5 separate regions of the Mus musculus genome follow, and all the other regions are linked to region 5. The links are chromatin contacts, called in public HiChIP or PLAC-seq, Micro-C and promoter capture Hi-C maps. All regions are on one chromosome and are shown on one strand. The core of a region is the stretch at or near the end of the contact, and the rest is flanking DNA. Distances in the headings are between cores, read along the strand shown. Region 1 has its middle 330 kb from the start of Mir6343. Region 2 holds the start of Pax3 (paired box 3). Region 3 has its middle 150 kb from the start of Mir6343. Region 4 has its middle 360 kb from the start of Mir6343. Region 5 holds the start of Epha4 (Eph receptor A4).

Evidence for each region. Promoter capture Hi-C pulls out the DNA fragments that hold promoters and counts their contacts. Hi-C and Micro-C count contacts between places; a contact is called where the count stands out from the background. HiChIP or PLAC-seq counts read pairs in DNA pulled down with a chosen protein or histone mark.
Region 1: a contact with region 5 is called in a promoter capture Hi-C map of hippocampal neurons, with 31 times the contacts expected there. The contact joins the enhancer-like site here to the promoter of Epha4 in region 5. A contact is called at or near these places in 4 of 39 promoter capture datasets (the 3T3-L1 cell line, hippocampal neurons and liver), 6 of 484 Hi-C or Micro-C datasets (the HL-1 cell line, cortical neurons, embryonic stem cells and 2 more), 15 of 115 datasets of contacts at active chromatin or transcription factors (craniofacial prominence, embryonic basal ganglia, embryonic forebrain and 9 more) and 3 of 9 other capture datasets (adipose tissue, embryonic stem cells and liver).
Region 2: a contact with region 5 is called in a Micro-C map of embryonic stem cells, with 5 times the contacts expected there. The contact joins the promoter of Pax3 here to the promoter of Epha4 in region 5. A contact is called at or near these places in 2 of 484 Hi-C or Micro-C datasets (both in embryonic stem cells) and 2 of 115 datasets of contacts at active chromatin or transcription factors (embryonic stem cells and pancreatic cancer cells).
Region 3: an H3K27ac HiChIP or PLAC-seq map of heart atrium shows a contact between it and region 5, with 13 times the contacts expected there. The contact joins the enhancer-like site here to the promoter of Epha4 in region 5. A contact is called at or near these places in 3 of 39 promoter capture datasets (the SN4741 cell line, hippocampal neurons and stem cell-derived epiblast-like cells), 7 of 484 Hi-C or Micro-C datasets (cerebellar granule neurons, cranial neural crest, embryonic fibroblasts and 3 more), 15 of 115 datasets of contacts at active chromatin or transcription factors (astrocytes, craniofacial prominence, embryonic basal ganglia and 10 more) and 2 of 9 other capture datasets (adipose tissue and embryonic stem cells).
Region 4: an H3K4me3 HiChIP or PLAC-seq map of craniofacial prominence shows a contact between it and region 5, with 5 times the contacts expected there. The contact joins the enhancer-like site here to the promoter of Epha4 in region 5. A contact is called at or near these places in 6 of 39 promoter capture datasets (the 3T3-L1 cell line, the SN4741 cell line, embryonic stem cells and 2 more), 8 of 484 Hi-C or Micro-C datasets (cerebellar granule neurons, cerebral cortex, embryonic stem cells and 4 more), 19 of 115 datasets of contacts at active chromatin or transcription factors (astrocytes, bone marrow-derived macrophages, craniofacial prominence and 12 more) and 2 of 9 other capture datasets (adipose tissue and embryonic stem cells).

What each region holds. Positions count from the first base shown.
Region 1 is chr1:76,834,053-76,836,752 of GRCm38.p6, reverse strand. No RefSeq gene overlaps it. Among named protein-coding and RNA genes, the nearest start is that of Mir6343, 330 kb to the right of the region's middle. Within about 2 kb of position 1,257, at least 8 of the 459 cell types and tissues checked have an H3K27ac peak or open chromatin away from gene starts, as enhancers often do. A contact at or near this core is called in hippocampal neurons, where this site is marked.
Region 2 is chr1:78,195,871-78,198,570 of GRCm38.p6, reverse strand. It overlaps Pax3 (paired box 3), which reads left to right and starts at 1,435. Exons shown (of 8, transcript NM_008781.4): 1 at 1,435-1,906. The coding sequence starts at 1,822. RefSeq lists cis regulatory regions at 106-328, 484-716, an enhancer at 106-716 and a promoter at 1-1,871.
Region 3 is chr1:76,657,105-76,659,804 of GRCm38.p6, reverse strand. No RefSeq gene overlaps it. Among named protein-coding and RNA genes, the nearest start is that of Mir6343, 150 kb to the right of the region's middle. Within about 2 kb of position 1,409, at least 5 of the 459 cell types and tissues checked have an H3K27ac peak or open chromatin away from gene starts, as enhancers often do. A contact at or near this core is called in heart atrium, where this site is marked.
Region 4 is chr1:76,865,031-76,867,730 of GRCm38.p6, reverse strand. No RefSeq gene overlaps it. Among named protein-coding and RNA genes, the nearest start is that of Mir6343, 360 kb to the right of the region's middle. Within about 2 kb of position 1,285, at least 29 of the 459 cell types and tissues checked have an H3K27ac peak or open chromatin away from gene starts, as enhancers often do. A contact at or near this core is called in cerebral cortex, craniofacial prominence and hippocampal neurons, where this site is marked.
Region 5 is chr1:77,513,712-77,516,411 of GRCm38.p6, reverse strand. Epha4 (Eph receptor A4) reads left to right here and starts at 1,324. Exons shown (of 18, transcript NM_007936.3): 1 at 1,324-1,471. The coding sequence starts at 1,381.

The sequences.
Region 1 (2,700 bases), core at 8-2,507, 680 kb after region 5:
ATTTCCAGTGAAAATAAAATCTATGTCTAAATGAAAGTATTCAAGTGCACCTCACATTACCAACTCCTCAATATAAATTTTCTGCTAAAAGAAATTGAATCAGATCGGTATGATTTTATCCAGATAAGCCTCATTGTTATTCACTGGTCCCTTTTCAATCTCGTAGCTGCATGTGAGCCCTTGCTTGTTTCCAACAGCCACAGTAAACCCATGGCTAATTTGATCAGCAGAAAAACAATACTTCCTGACACTTATCTTCAGAAAGATGCTGGAAAAATGGCCCAACACAGAGCTTCAGTGTGAGATCTTCTCACTGCCCTTAGCTGTCTTTCGATAGCCTATGCTGTTCTGCTTGCCAATGCTGAGCCTAGCTATACAGAGCCTGCGATCAGATGATTTCAGTGTATGGTTCTTGCAAAAACAAAGGAAGGGGGACATCCTTGGAAAGAGTGTCAAAATCATTACAGGAAAGGGAGGCAACAACCTTAGTGACTGTTCATGTGAACATTTCCAATGATATCATTATTTTTGGTCCCAGACTCTGGGGTCAATCTCTTCGAAGTTGAGTCTGTTCTAATAGTGAGAGGAAATCTGTCTTAGGATGCCTACGCGAGGAAAGACTTGCACTGAAAAAAGTTAACTCCGGAGACATCAGAAGTATGAATTCTGTCGTTATTTATACATCTAAAACAGGGTGGACGCTTTCCAAATATGCTTAACTTCATTTTCGATGTTTCTGGTTTTCAGACGTGGCTGGATTCCCATAATTACAGTTTCTCTTCTCCTCCTCACCTACGACATAGGGGTCCCATTGGTATTGGAAACGCAGGAGTTCAGTTCATGTGTGTTAGGGCCTGAGGTTATTATTATTGCCATCATTTTGCTGAACTGCAGAAAAACTGGAGCCTTTGGGGGACCCCTGAAAGACCCCTGCTTATCCCAATACAGTGCTAAAAAGTCAGAGTTCTTAAAAGAAATCCAGCCACCACATACCAATGAAAAGACCAGCTACAATACTGGGAGCTGTGCTTGATTTGTGCTGCAGGGATGGGGCAGATCCCATTCTAACAGAAATGTATCTAATACTTAGGGACTCTCTTCCCCCAGAGCATATAAACATCCCCCATATAGCACAATGAGCCAACTGGTCCCCCGGAACTAAGAGAGAAGGAGTTGGAGTCATTTGGAGCACTGTGAGTAATGAGGTTGACAGGGTGAGGCAAGGAGCTTGAGCAAGTCCACACCCCACCTACTGAGAGACTCTGGCCTGGCCACCACTCCCTCTCACTCATTTTCATCATCTGTACCCTAAGGCTTGGTTGTCTGTGGGAGTCATTCCGCCCTTCCTGGGGGAAGCAGATATATTGCTGAGCTATTTTCTGTTGTTTTTCCTCTCCTAATGAATGCCACACACATGACTTTTGAATGTGCGTGGTACTCCAGTGAGTGATTAAGTCTTGTGGGAAGGAGATCTCTGTGGAGGTGGTGTAAATAGATCTGGCACAGGAACAATGCTGTCTAGTTTCAGGAGAGTTCATGTTTGAATCACAGCATAGCTAGCTTCTTGCAACTCCGGCTTCTCCAACACCTAGGCATTTCTGTCACGCTTCAACTGGTGAGTCTTGCAGATGTAACTTGTCACTGTAACTGTCCTGACTCTTGTGGATCTAAACTGCCAAATGACAACTGTCTTCGGGGCCTTCTTCACAGGGTGATGGAAAACTAGCAAGGTAGTTTAAAGAAAAAAAAAAAAAAAGGAAGACAGAACTGTGCTTGATTTAACTTTAAAATCTTTCTACACTTCTCTGTAGCACTGAGGTTCAAGGTCCCTTTACTCAACACCTGGCCCAAATAAAGCCACACAGGGAGCACCTGAACTTGAGCGTGCCCCATTCTCACAGATGGCTTTCTTGGCACTAAGCCATTGGTAAAGCTTAATTCCTTTCAACGAGGCTTTATTGAGCAACTACAATGTGCTGAGCGCAGGCTGTCTCAGGCTGCATTTAATTTTCCTCAGTGGGACTTCCAGAAAACCTGCAACATGTTCCTAAGCATTAAGAGTGCACAACAAAGAAGAACGGGCACAAGATTTCCTTTCCTGCCCCCCCGCAATGTTAAAAAGCACTCTTGCATCTGCTTGTCACTTCATACCCACTCCAGTCAGATCTCAAAGCCAAGGTCTTTTCGTTCAGACAAGGAAGGTTCCTGATACTTTGGACATACAACCTTCCAATATGTTCCTCTCTTGGAGTAAATGATTTAATATTAGAAAATGTGAGAGCCCTAAGTGAGCACCCTGAATTCAGAGACATAGTGGGGATGTCTCTGAATTCCATGGTAGGGATGGAAGAGATGGGGAAGAAATCACAGCAATAATATTTCACTTTCTGGAGCACAAAGCTTTGGTCCCATATTACACAGAGTTGATTGCAATTGTAACTTAAAATATTGTAAAGAGTAGGAAAGGCGAGGAAGATTTCTTGGGGATATGGCAAGCACCTCTAAACGGCTGTAAGAAGGACAACCTTGGCTTTCTAAGAAGAAAATATAGGGAGCAGTTTTAACAAATCCCAAAAAGAATGCCTGCTTCTCTGTGTATAAAAGTCAAGTTTAAGAACGTAGACATAGAGTTTAGATGGAGGCTCCCAGAATTAAACACAGGGAATCAACTCCTATCTGAAAGACACAAATGTACACAGA
Region 2 (2,700 bases), core at 186-2,685, 680 kb before region 5:
GGGAGCAAAGAGCTACCCAGCTTTCTCCACTGGGAGTGAACTCTTAAAGGGCCAGCTCAGGGACTTTGAACAACTACACGCACGCCCCCCCCCCTTGAGTTTGCCTTAATTAGGGGGTGGGCAAGTAGGATTGGGGGCCTGAGTTCACATCAAAACTGTCAAAGGAGATGGGGGGGGGGAGGACATGGAGAGAGGGTTGGAGGATTCAGGGGCAGGAAAAATTCAAATATCATAAAAAGAAAAGGGAACTTGAAGCCCAGAAGTCATTGTTTCCTTTATTTCAAAGGGGAAAAAACCTGCCTGATTCTCATCCTTTTGATTGATTAAGGCCCTGAATACCTCTCGGCCCCAGAGTGACAGTCCCTGAATAGACTTGAGGGAATAAAGAGCAGCGCAGAACGTGGGGCTGGCACGGGAGGGGGGTGTAAGGGAGGAGTGTTCGCTGGCACTTACCAAGTTATAAATAAAAGGCTAGGCACAATGGTACCTTCTCTAAGGACAGACAGTCTTTACAACACTCCTGGCGTCATATCCTGCTGGGGACACTTCAGCTCCTAGCCAAGACGTTGCTTCTTTTATTTTTCCAGCAGTTTAGTCTGAATGCCATAATAAATTCCTGAGAACAAACGCTGCACCCGGGCAAAACCTCAACATATAGATGCAAGTGCATCGGGGATGAATGTGTACGTGGAGATTTAAAGTCCCCGCTTCTCAGAAGGGTTTTTAAACCAAGAAAAGGAGCTGGCTTCCCCATTGCTTGCAACTTGGAGCCCAGGGGAGGCCTAACCTCTTCAGTCTCTGTCATGGCTATGCCACCTGTCTTTCATTCCCAGCCTAAGAAAGACAAAAGGACCTTCTGGGCACATCTTGGACTCTTCCTGAGAGATGCCTTTCTGGGAGGCTCACATAGGGAGCTCAGGCCCAGAGGCAGACCAGAGAAAGGAAAAGGAAACACATCCGGAATTCTCTGTGCCCCTTTCCAAATTTGCTCCACCGCCATCTCCGTATTAGTAATCCCGAAGCGAAATCCACAGGTGAAAAGCAGGGGCAGACAGAGGAAATAAGGGGCGGATATAGCAAGGTTTCCAGAGAAAGGCGGAAAGAGATTAGGACAGAGTAATAGAAAACCAAGATGATCAAGGCTGAATCTCATGTAGAGGGACAGGGACACCGCGAGCCTTTTTCCATCCTCACTGGCTCTTGCCACCCAAGCTGCCTCTCCTAGTTTCAACCTGTCCACCCTTCTCTTGAGAAAGGGACACAGAGCTAGTCCCCCTCTGGGTCGGCGGAGGCCTGGGGACCGTCAGGGATGGGAAGAGAAAGTAGCTTCTGTCGCCCAATCAGCGCGTGTCTTTGCCACCCGGGACGGTCTCCTCCTCGGCCAATCGCAGCTCAGGGCTCCTGATCAAGCTTTGGGTGAAAGAACTAATAAATGCTCCCTAGTCCGGATCCCTGCACTCGGTGTCACGACGGGAGGAGACTTGGGACGTGTTCCTGCCTCGTCACCACCCTCCCTCACCCGATCTTCGCGGTGCAGTGAGCACCTTTGCCAGTAGCCCCAGCTGAGGGGCCGATCTGCTAGACTCGCACCAAACTCGTCCGCCCTGGGCTTGGGATCCTGCACTCAAGGGACTCCTCTGGAGCCTGTGGACTTGGATCTATTAGCGCCCCCCTCCCCGCGCCCCGCCTCCCTCTCTGGCCTTTTTTGGGGGAGGAGCTCTCCGAGATCCGGAGAGTTCCCGAGGGTCACCCGCCGCACTGTGCTCGCTTTTTCGTCTCGCCTTCACCTGGATATAATTTGCGAGCGAAGCTGCCCCCAGGATGACCACGCTGGCCGGCGCTGTGCCCAGGATGATGCGGCCCGGCCCGGGGCAGAATTACCCACGCAGCGGCTTCCCGCTGGAAGGTATGTTAGGGCCTCAGCTCGTCCGGATCCCCGGGCCTGGGATTGGCTGCCGCACCCCAATCCTGGTCTCCAGGGCCTCCACTCGTGCCTTACCGGGAGCCTCTTCCCGTGGTACTTCTCAACCCAAGAAGCAAAAGTGGGGAGGGGGTTCTCGTGGAGAGCGGGAGAAGCCCCATTTCACGTTCTGGCTGCAAACGGAGTGCTAAGCTCACTACAAGCTCTCGGAGCTTGCCTGGCCTGCTCCTGCCGGCTCCACTTTGCCCTGTTGTTTCGGAATTGCTGCCGTGAGAAAGGTGAACAAGCTTCGCAGCGCCGGAAGCAAGTTCTCTTTCTGTTCACCTAAAGTTGCTACGAAATTGTGCGGGCTGCGTTCACTTTTGAATAACTACTATTAGTTCGGCAAGAATTTTCCTGCTGTGAAAAATTCTGGTGGCCCTTCCTAGTTGAAAAGTTTTAGCATTGATTAGCAAATTCCACTCAACTCAAGTGGCATCTCGAAGTTTCTAAAATGGTTGGCAATGCCTTTCGGTTTGCTTAAAGGTGCTGGGAAATTTCGGGGAGGTAGAAATTACTGCAAACCCGAACCCGACCAAATAATTTGGGAAGTAAAAGCAGGAGACTGGGGTTCTGGAGGAGCCCTTCGACCTCGATCCAGAGTAAAACGTGACGTGCAAGGGCGGTCATTTCGGCAGTGGTGTCCACAGCTAGGCTCGCTGCCATTTTTATTTTTTAAGTGTAACAGGTGATACCTGCTGTCACCTGTGTCTCCTTTCGGGAGCCTCCCCAACCCTTGC
Region 3 (2,700 bases), core at 160-2,659, 860 kb after region 5:
ACATCTTTATGAAAAGGAATGCCAAGATGCTGTTGCTCAAAAAATAATATCCCAGTTTTGGGGTACTTGATTACCGTTGGCACTATTAACCTCTGAGCCCTGATAGTCCTTTGTTGTCAGGTTGGCTTTGGTGCAGAGAAACCTAATACACTGCAGAATTCTTAACAGTATCTTTCACTCTCTAGATACCAACAACAATGTGCCTCTTCCTGACCGATTGTTAAAATCAAAATGTCTCCACATGTTGTCCGGGGTCAGGGAACATACCCCTAGGTGAATTCCACTATTTTCCAAATAAATGCTGACTTTGACTCTATCATAAGGTAGGGGTTTGAGTATAGGATAATTGATAGGAATTATGCCACACAAATGATGTTCCTAAAGCACAGAAGACAAATCACCCATGGAAGGAGTTACAGAGACAAAATTTGGAGCTGTGACGAAAGGATGGACCATCTAGTGATTGCCATATGCAGGGATCCATCCCATAATCAGCTTCCAAATGCTGACACCATTGCATACACTAGCAAGATTTTGCTGAAAGGACCCAGATATAGCTCCCTCTTGTGAGACTATGCCGGGGCCTAGCAAACACAGAAGTGGATGATCACAGTCAGCTATTGGATGGGTCACACGGCCCCCAATGGAGGAGCTAGAGAATGTACCCAAGGAGCTAAAGGGATCTGGAACCCTATAGGTGGAATAACAATATGAACTAACCAATACCCCGGAGCTCTTGACTCTAGCTGCATATGTATCAAAAGATGGCCTAGTTGGCCATCACTGGAAAGAGAGGCCCATTGGACTTGCAAACTTTATATGCCCCAGTACAGGGGAACGCCAGGGTCAAAAAGGGGGAGTGGGTGGGTAGGGGGTTGGGGGGTGGGTATGGGGGACCTTTGGGATAGCATTGAAAATGTAAACGAGGAAAATACCTAATAAAAAAATAAAGAATATATTTGATTGTATCTTAAGGACTCTGCAATGGTTTTCATACCATCATCTGTCCTTAAGACTAGAGCTGAGGCCATGGTGAAGTGCAGACTAGAATCTTGACTCAGTGAATGCCAAGGGCAATCATACAATATCAATATCGCTACAATGAACAACCTTATTCTGATCTCTCTTGGGCAGGCTGCTATCAGGAGCTGTAGGATCCAGGGAGAAGCCCCACATTATCAGACAGAAAAGCAAGTCTCAGAAAGTAGTCATGGGTTGACTGCCCACTTGCTATGGCCTCAGGAAGGTCTCCCTCTCTCTGGCTGAAATGTCCTAAAGCTCTCAGCTTATCTCCCTTGTCATGTTGGCCCCAGTCCATGTTTCCTCCTCAGAGCTGTCAGAATGTTCTCTCTGAAGCAAAAGCCTGAAATTATCTCTGCCCTACTTGCAAGGCTTTGATGCTGCCGCTGAGATATAGTTCAAACTTCTTAGCTTGGCCTTCATGCTGACTCCATCTCTCGACACCCCTTCTGCATCTGTTAAATACAAGCTCAGAGGTGACTGTGTCCTTTTTTGTATATGTTTCTGCAAGGACAGCAACTTCTAGTCAGTGGCACTTCAGCGTCGGTCCTGTTTGTACTTTTACAAAAGTTGTCAAAGGGAAAGCCTTTCTGTTTGTTTCTGTGTTTTTTTTTTTCTTTCTTTCTATAGGGCACTTATTTAGCAATGTTACATTTTATAGTCCTGTTATTTTCTCTAACCCTCACCCTTCTCTACTTCTCCTATTTCTCTGAAGTTTTCCTCTTGGCCTCCCCTGGTGATAATTTCTCTCTTTGCTAAATTTCTACGTACACAAAAGTCCCCATGCTAACACTCCTCTTCCCAAAGTCTCCTTGGTAACCAGAGCTAATTTGGTACTGGTGACTTCCAATGTATCTATCACCCATTGACCAAGGAACAGATTCTTTAAATTAACTGTCTTTGGCACAATTAGGTTACAGACCTCATTGACATTCACTATTTAACACGCCCTCAGATTGAGCTTTGTTTTTCCACAGATTTGACGTCTTTTCGAAGCATACAATGTGACAATCTGCATAAGAAACAATCCTATCCATGTTCAGTTAGTGATTGGCCAAGTCCACTTGATGTTGCTATTAGGATGTTCTCTGGCTTCCTTATTCTTTGTGCATTTACTCATATTTTATTATATGGAGTGTTTCAACTTTATGTCATTAGTATGGGCTTGTCTTGTCTTATTTAAAATAGGACTACGCTATTCTTGTTTCAATTAAAATTATTTTATTTTATTTTACTCATGAGTGTTTTGCTTGCATATGTTCATGTGTGCCATACGTATGCAGTGTGTGTGTGAAGTCCAGAAAATGGCATTATATCCCCTTAAACTAGAATTACTAAATATTGTTAGCAGTTATATGGGAGCTAAGAACTAAACCATAATCCTTCATAGAAGCAGCAAGTACTCTTAACTGCTGAGCCATCTCCCCAGGCTTCTTGTTCCTGACAAAGTAAGTCTAGTTATGTCCTGTCAGCATTGAAAATCCTTCTAGAGATTTCATAGAATATAGCTCAATTGTATTGACATGTATGACTAGTAGAATGGGAGCACCGTTGTTATTATAACAACATAAAGAAATCCTCTACAATGACCTTTATTAAGTAGCTATGCCAGTCCTCATGAAATATTCTTGATTATGGAGACAGAGTTGCTCAGTGTTTGGCTGAGCTGGCTGGCCAATG
Region 4 (2,700 bases), core at 36-2,535, 650 kb after region 5:
ACCTGTTCAGTTTCAGGGACTTCCTAAAGGTTTTGACTTGTCTATTTCCTGAGATCAAATGCTTCCTTGAAGGATAGAATCTTTTACCTTCCCTTAGAGAATCCAGTGACTTAAGCTTTCTTCAAAGATGGATAGTCTATCTCGCCTAAGAAATTGGTAGCCAACAAACAGGAAGAATAGACAGAGAAGAGAGAGGGAGAGAAGAGAGAGGGTGTGAGAGAAAGAAAAGTAGGAGGAAAGGAAAGAAAGAGGGAAGAAAGAGAGAAGAAGGGAGTGACAGAAGGAAGGAAGGGAGTGAGGGAAAGAGATAAGAAAGAAAAGAGAGCTGGAGCTAATGAGATGTGCTGATGCTTCCAATGAGGACCGTCATAACTGGAGTTAATACTGTGGGAAAGATTAGCATTAGTTAGTCCTGAAATCCTATGAAAGATTGAAACTTTTCAAACAACAACAAAAACCCAGACATTGATATTGTGACACTAATTTTGAAAACATTTGTTTTTATAAATTATGGTAGCAAATTAAATAACATGTCTCACACTTTTTAAAAAATTAATCGTAATCCACATTATTCTAATAGTCATTTGAAGTGTATATAGGGAAAGGCATTGAGTAAATAATAACATGATGTACAGTGTTTATGAATATATAGCACATGTAAATATGTATAAACATACAAATACTGCATACAATTTTTTTTTTTTAGTTTTCATTTTTTATTCTTCAGAAGTAACGTAAGTGAAAGTAATTACCGTGTTCAGTAATCAAAAGCTATTGTATATTGGGTAAAAGTCATAGAAGCATGAAATCTACAATTACAGCAGAGTCTCCGTTACAGCCTAGAATAGAGTAAAGAGAAACCAAACAGATTCAGAGCACTCCCGATTGCGTGATGCCTGCCAAACCTTCCGACAAAGAGAACCCAACCGCCTGCTTCTACCTCTTTTTAAAATAGTTCCTGTTAGACACAAAGGAAGCCAGCCATGTTATCTGGCATGAGAACACAGAGTCAGACAGGAAGAATGTCCAACCTGAGTCCAGCCGCCCAGCGACTAGCCTTGTAAATAGAAGAGTGCATTTTGTTGGAGTCTGAGTCCCTTCAATTTGCTGTCCCTGTGTTTGGTGGAAACTGTGGACCCGCGTAGGTCAAGGGGAAGGGAAAGTATGGGTCACCCCGAGTTTATACCATGTAGTGTTTTCATTTTCCATCCAGCTAAGTACATCCAGGCTCCCTGTTGGGCAAGCCGTTTTTCCCTTGTCTGTTCTTTTCCAGGAAGACTGCAGATGACAGCCTCAGAATCCGACCAGCCCGAGCACAGATGGTAAAGATTACAACTTGCTGCGCACTGACCTTTCGAAGCTGCTTTTCTTCCCAAGGTTCTCCTCATTTGACAGCTAGACTGGCTTTTTCTCAATTAATTTCATTACCCAAAACTAGTGTCGCCTTTTCTCTCTCCCTCTCTGATGACTCCAGGACAAAGTTTAATTCTCGTCTAAGCAGACGAGACTTGCACAGGACACATTGTTTCCTTTCACTGTGTTGACACCTGGCCCAGAGAAGCTGAAGATAATGCTGACATTGTCTCCATGTTGGTTTGCTTATTTCCACAGGTACCTAAACTAATGAATTTCAACTGGTCCCTGAGATGAGCAATGAGTAAGGACCTTGGATAAAGAGGTCATGGGTTCCTAGATGGAGCCCTATCATAAATCAAGGGACAAGGGACATTTATAAGGTGGTTATAAATTCTCAGCATAAGGCTACAAAGTGAGCCTATACTTTGATCATAAATAAGGATGAAATCTAAACCAATATAAACCAAGGTGCCTAAATTAAATGGAAAGTACTGACTTAAAATGATAAAGAAAAAAAAAAAAAAAACAAAGTCATCTCAGCCCTGTAAAGAGTTGGTTGGAAAACTTAGAATAGACATTAAAGATCAGATATTTTCTTTATCCCCAAGCAGAGTTAATCCCAAGTCTGGGAGCTCACCCATGGGCACATGCACTAGATTTTTATGATCACCCAAAAGTAACAGTAGGTGCTATTTTACATCATAAAACAGCAAAAGATATGAGTGAATCCTTTTCCGTATCAAGAAGTTATATAGCAAGTTCTGTTCTGATGAATAGTACAAACCTATTAAGTTTTTAAGTTAAGAATCTACTTCTTGCCATACTTCAAACAGAGGTAAAAAAAAGCACTATAGTAATATAATCATTCTCTAAAACATGTTGAGATGCAACTCTGAACCATTATCTATGTTGTTTTATTTTGCTCAAACAAATTAAAGCTCGGCCATTGATCAGAGATAAAAATTACCATTTTAATACACACTTAGAATTCGGTCTAACTTTAGAAGGCTGTACAGTTAGACTTTTGATCTCAAATGAGAAGGTGATAAAAGTGTCGTGTAAGATTTGCTTATATTTTACAATTTCATTAAAAGAGGATTAACTTTTCAGGGAAAATATGGGGAAAAAACTAATTAAAATCGAAAGCCTCAATAAATTTACCATTCTGGTGTCATATAACACTCTGAAGGTGCAAGAGGATGTCGGGAGCAAAGCGAATCATTCAAGAAAAGTTTTAAAACAAATATAAGAAAATCCATTGTTAAACAAGCTGGGGGACTGTGCAGATTTATCAGTCATCCTGGGAGCCAGCAGGAAAGAAGTCAGGCATTGGCGCCATGATTG
Region 5 (2,700 bases), core at 75-2,574:
TTTGCAAAGTGCCTCCACTCAAACTCCACTCAGGCTGAGACCCAGACTTGGAGGAGGAAAATCTGGCCCGGGAGGGAGCCAAAGGAGGGGCAGCTTGAGGCGAGCACGGAAGGTGGATCTTTTGGAATCCCACCCCTTCAAACGCCTGGGGACCAGCCACCCAGTTTCAACTGGGGCGGGTCCCTTGGTAGCTAGCTGAGCTGCGGTTGGCGCTCAAATTGGCTTCCCCGGTGGCCTGAGCATCGGAGGACCGGATGGTGTCTGCGTCCCTGGGAAGTCGATGGTTGGCACCCAGAACAACGCGGGGTTGTGGGACAAGTTTCTGCGGGTAGAGCCTCTCATTTTGGTCCCCTGGGAGACTGTCCCCATCAGTACCGGGGAGACTTCGGAGTTCAGAGCCACAGTAGCTGCTCCAGGCAGCTTGCGACCCTCTGTCTGTCCCTTCTGTGCAGCAGGTGCTCGCATTCTTACAACCTTCCCCTTCTACACCTAAGTGTCCAGGAATGGCTAGAAGTGGTTCCAGGGACACTCCCTGGAAAGCACAGTGAGTTCCCGGTAGCTAGGGCTGTCGCGAGGTGATTTCTCCCTTCATAGTCCCGTAGTGGGCTCGGTCGATGTGAACACCCGGACCTGGCCAGGGATCACTTCCAAACGTTAGGAAGATTGGGGACAAGTGACCGCGCTCTGCTGCTGGGGAGATGACTGGGTCCCCCTGGCTAGGTAACTAAGAAGGAAAGGAATTATCAAGCTACGAAAGTCCCCCAGCCCAAAGCATTTCCCACGGAGGAACGCCATAAAGACACAAAACCTGGCAGTGAGGGTGGCTGCGTGCAGCAGAGAGCGCCCGACCTTAGCTGGGGTGGACAGTACAGAGACCCGACGACCTCGGCAAGGGGCAAGAGCCAAGGTGCAGGTCAACTTCAGACTTATTTCATCTCAACAGGAGTCTTTTCTCCCTCGCACACCTCCGGACTTGGGGCCGGGCGGGGAATGCCAACGTTTTCTGGCCTTCCCCACCGTCCTTTCGGAGTCTCTCGAAGTTCCCTCTGCCGTCCAAGGGATCGATCCCCAAGGATCGAGACAAGGTCTGGGGCCTCTCGTGGGGGCACAGACCCATCACTGCTGGGAAGCCAGCCTCGGGAGACCTTGAGCCCTGCGGAGGCTGGAGGGGGCGGGACCTCGGGGGTGGGCTCTGCACCGTGGGGGTGGGGACGTGGCGCTGGTTCTGCACTGCTATTGGTCACGAGCTCTGGACTGGCGGGTGTACGTCACGGGCCGGTCCCACCCTCTTGGCAATGTCTTCAGACTGCTGCACTCCTAACTTAAGCATTTATTCCACTGGGATAGAAGCGGCAGGAGCAGCGTTGGCACCGGCGAACCATGGCTGGGATTTTCTATTTCATCCTCTTTTCGTTTCTCTTTGGAATTTGCGACGCTGTCACCGGTTCTAGGGTATACCCCGCGAATGAAGGTAAGAGCCCGGCAGCCCTTATGCGGTCCGGGACCCGGAGGGGGTGATTCACTGATGAATGGTCTTCTGGAGCTCAGAACCAGTTAGGGTGGGGGGCGGGGGGTGGAGAGCGCGGCATGAGCCTCGCGTTCCCACTCCGGAGAAGAGTGCCGAACAGAGGGGATCCTCTTAAGTGGGGACTGAGGAGGATCAGGCTGTCTGAACTGAGAAGGGTGACCGATGCAAGCTGCCACTCTGCCCAAGTTTGTAGCGAAAGGCCAAAGTTTATCAGCATCCGCCTGCAGGGCCGGCTCAAGGCGCCCCGAGGGGATACACCGGGATTTGAAAACAAAACAAAAAAACGTGTGAGCAAAGTCCTCTACATCAGCAGCACAGGCGAGAAGGGAAACCCAAACGTAGAGCGCAGAGCGCCCGGCCTCTTGTCCAAGCCTTGCGAGCCCGGGTTTTTGCAAAGTTTTCCCAGCGCAGCGCTTCCCGGGACCCGGCTGCTTGGTCTCCGGAGCGCGCAGCGGTGGTGGCGCCGCTTGTCGGGCGCCGGTGACCTGATTTCTAGCACCGGGCCTCAGACACCTTTTTCTCCATCGGGCCGCGCACCCTGGAGGTTGCAATCTCAGGCCTACCTCTCCCCTACCCCAGATCCTTAGCTCATCCAGCAAAACTAGGGGACCAGTCAGCGAATTAAACATACCCCACTGTAAGCTTCTCTCTCCAGTATGGGGTACTGGACTAGTCTAGAAGGACAGGCATGACCGACGGGACCCATTCGTGTGCCGTTTTCTGTTTGTCTATTGCGACGTTCTGGAAGGATTGTTTGTCTGTTTTTCTGTCCGAGGTGAGGGGAGAGGTGGTGACCATTTAGTTTGTGATGGGCCTAGGGGGAAAGGAACACTCTCTGTGTCTATTTCTGTCCTTATGTGTCCCTGTCTCTCTATCTCTGTCTGTCTCTCTCCCCCTCCTCTCGTGTGTGTGTGTGTGTGTGTGTGTGTGTGTGTGTGTGTGTGTGTGTGTGTGTGTTTGAGGGCAAATGTGTGCCTGGCGCGGGTGTCTGCAGGAACCTGGACGTTTTGTGCCGGGTAAGCGAGTGCGCACAGTGTGTGAACGTGGGCTCCGGCCTGTGTTCGTGTTCCAACCTGCGCGCATTAGCTGTGCATCTGTCTCATCGATTCTTCCCACTCCGTACATCCATCTATCTATCCATCCAGCCAGCCAGCCTCCGTCTCCCCAGGCAT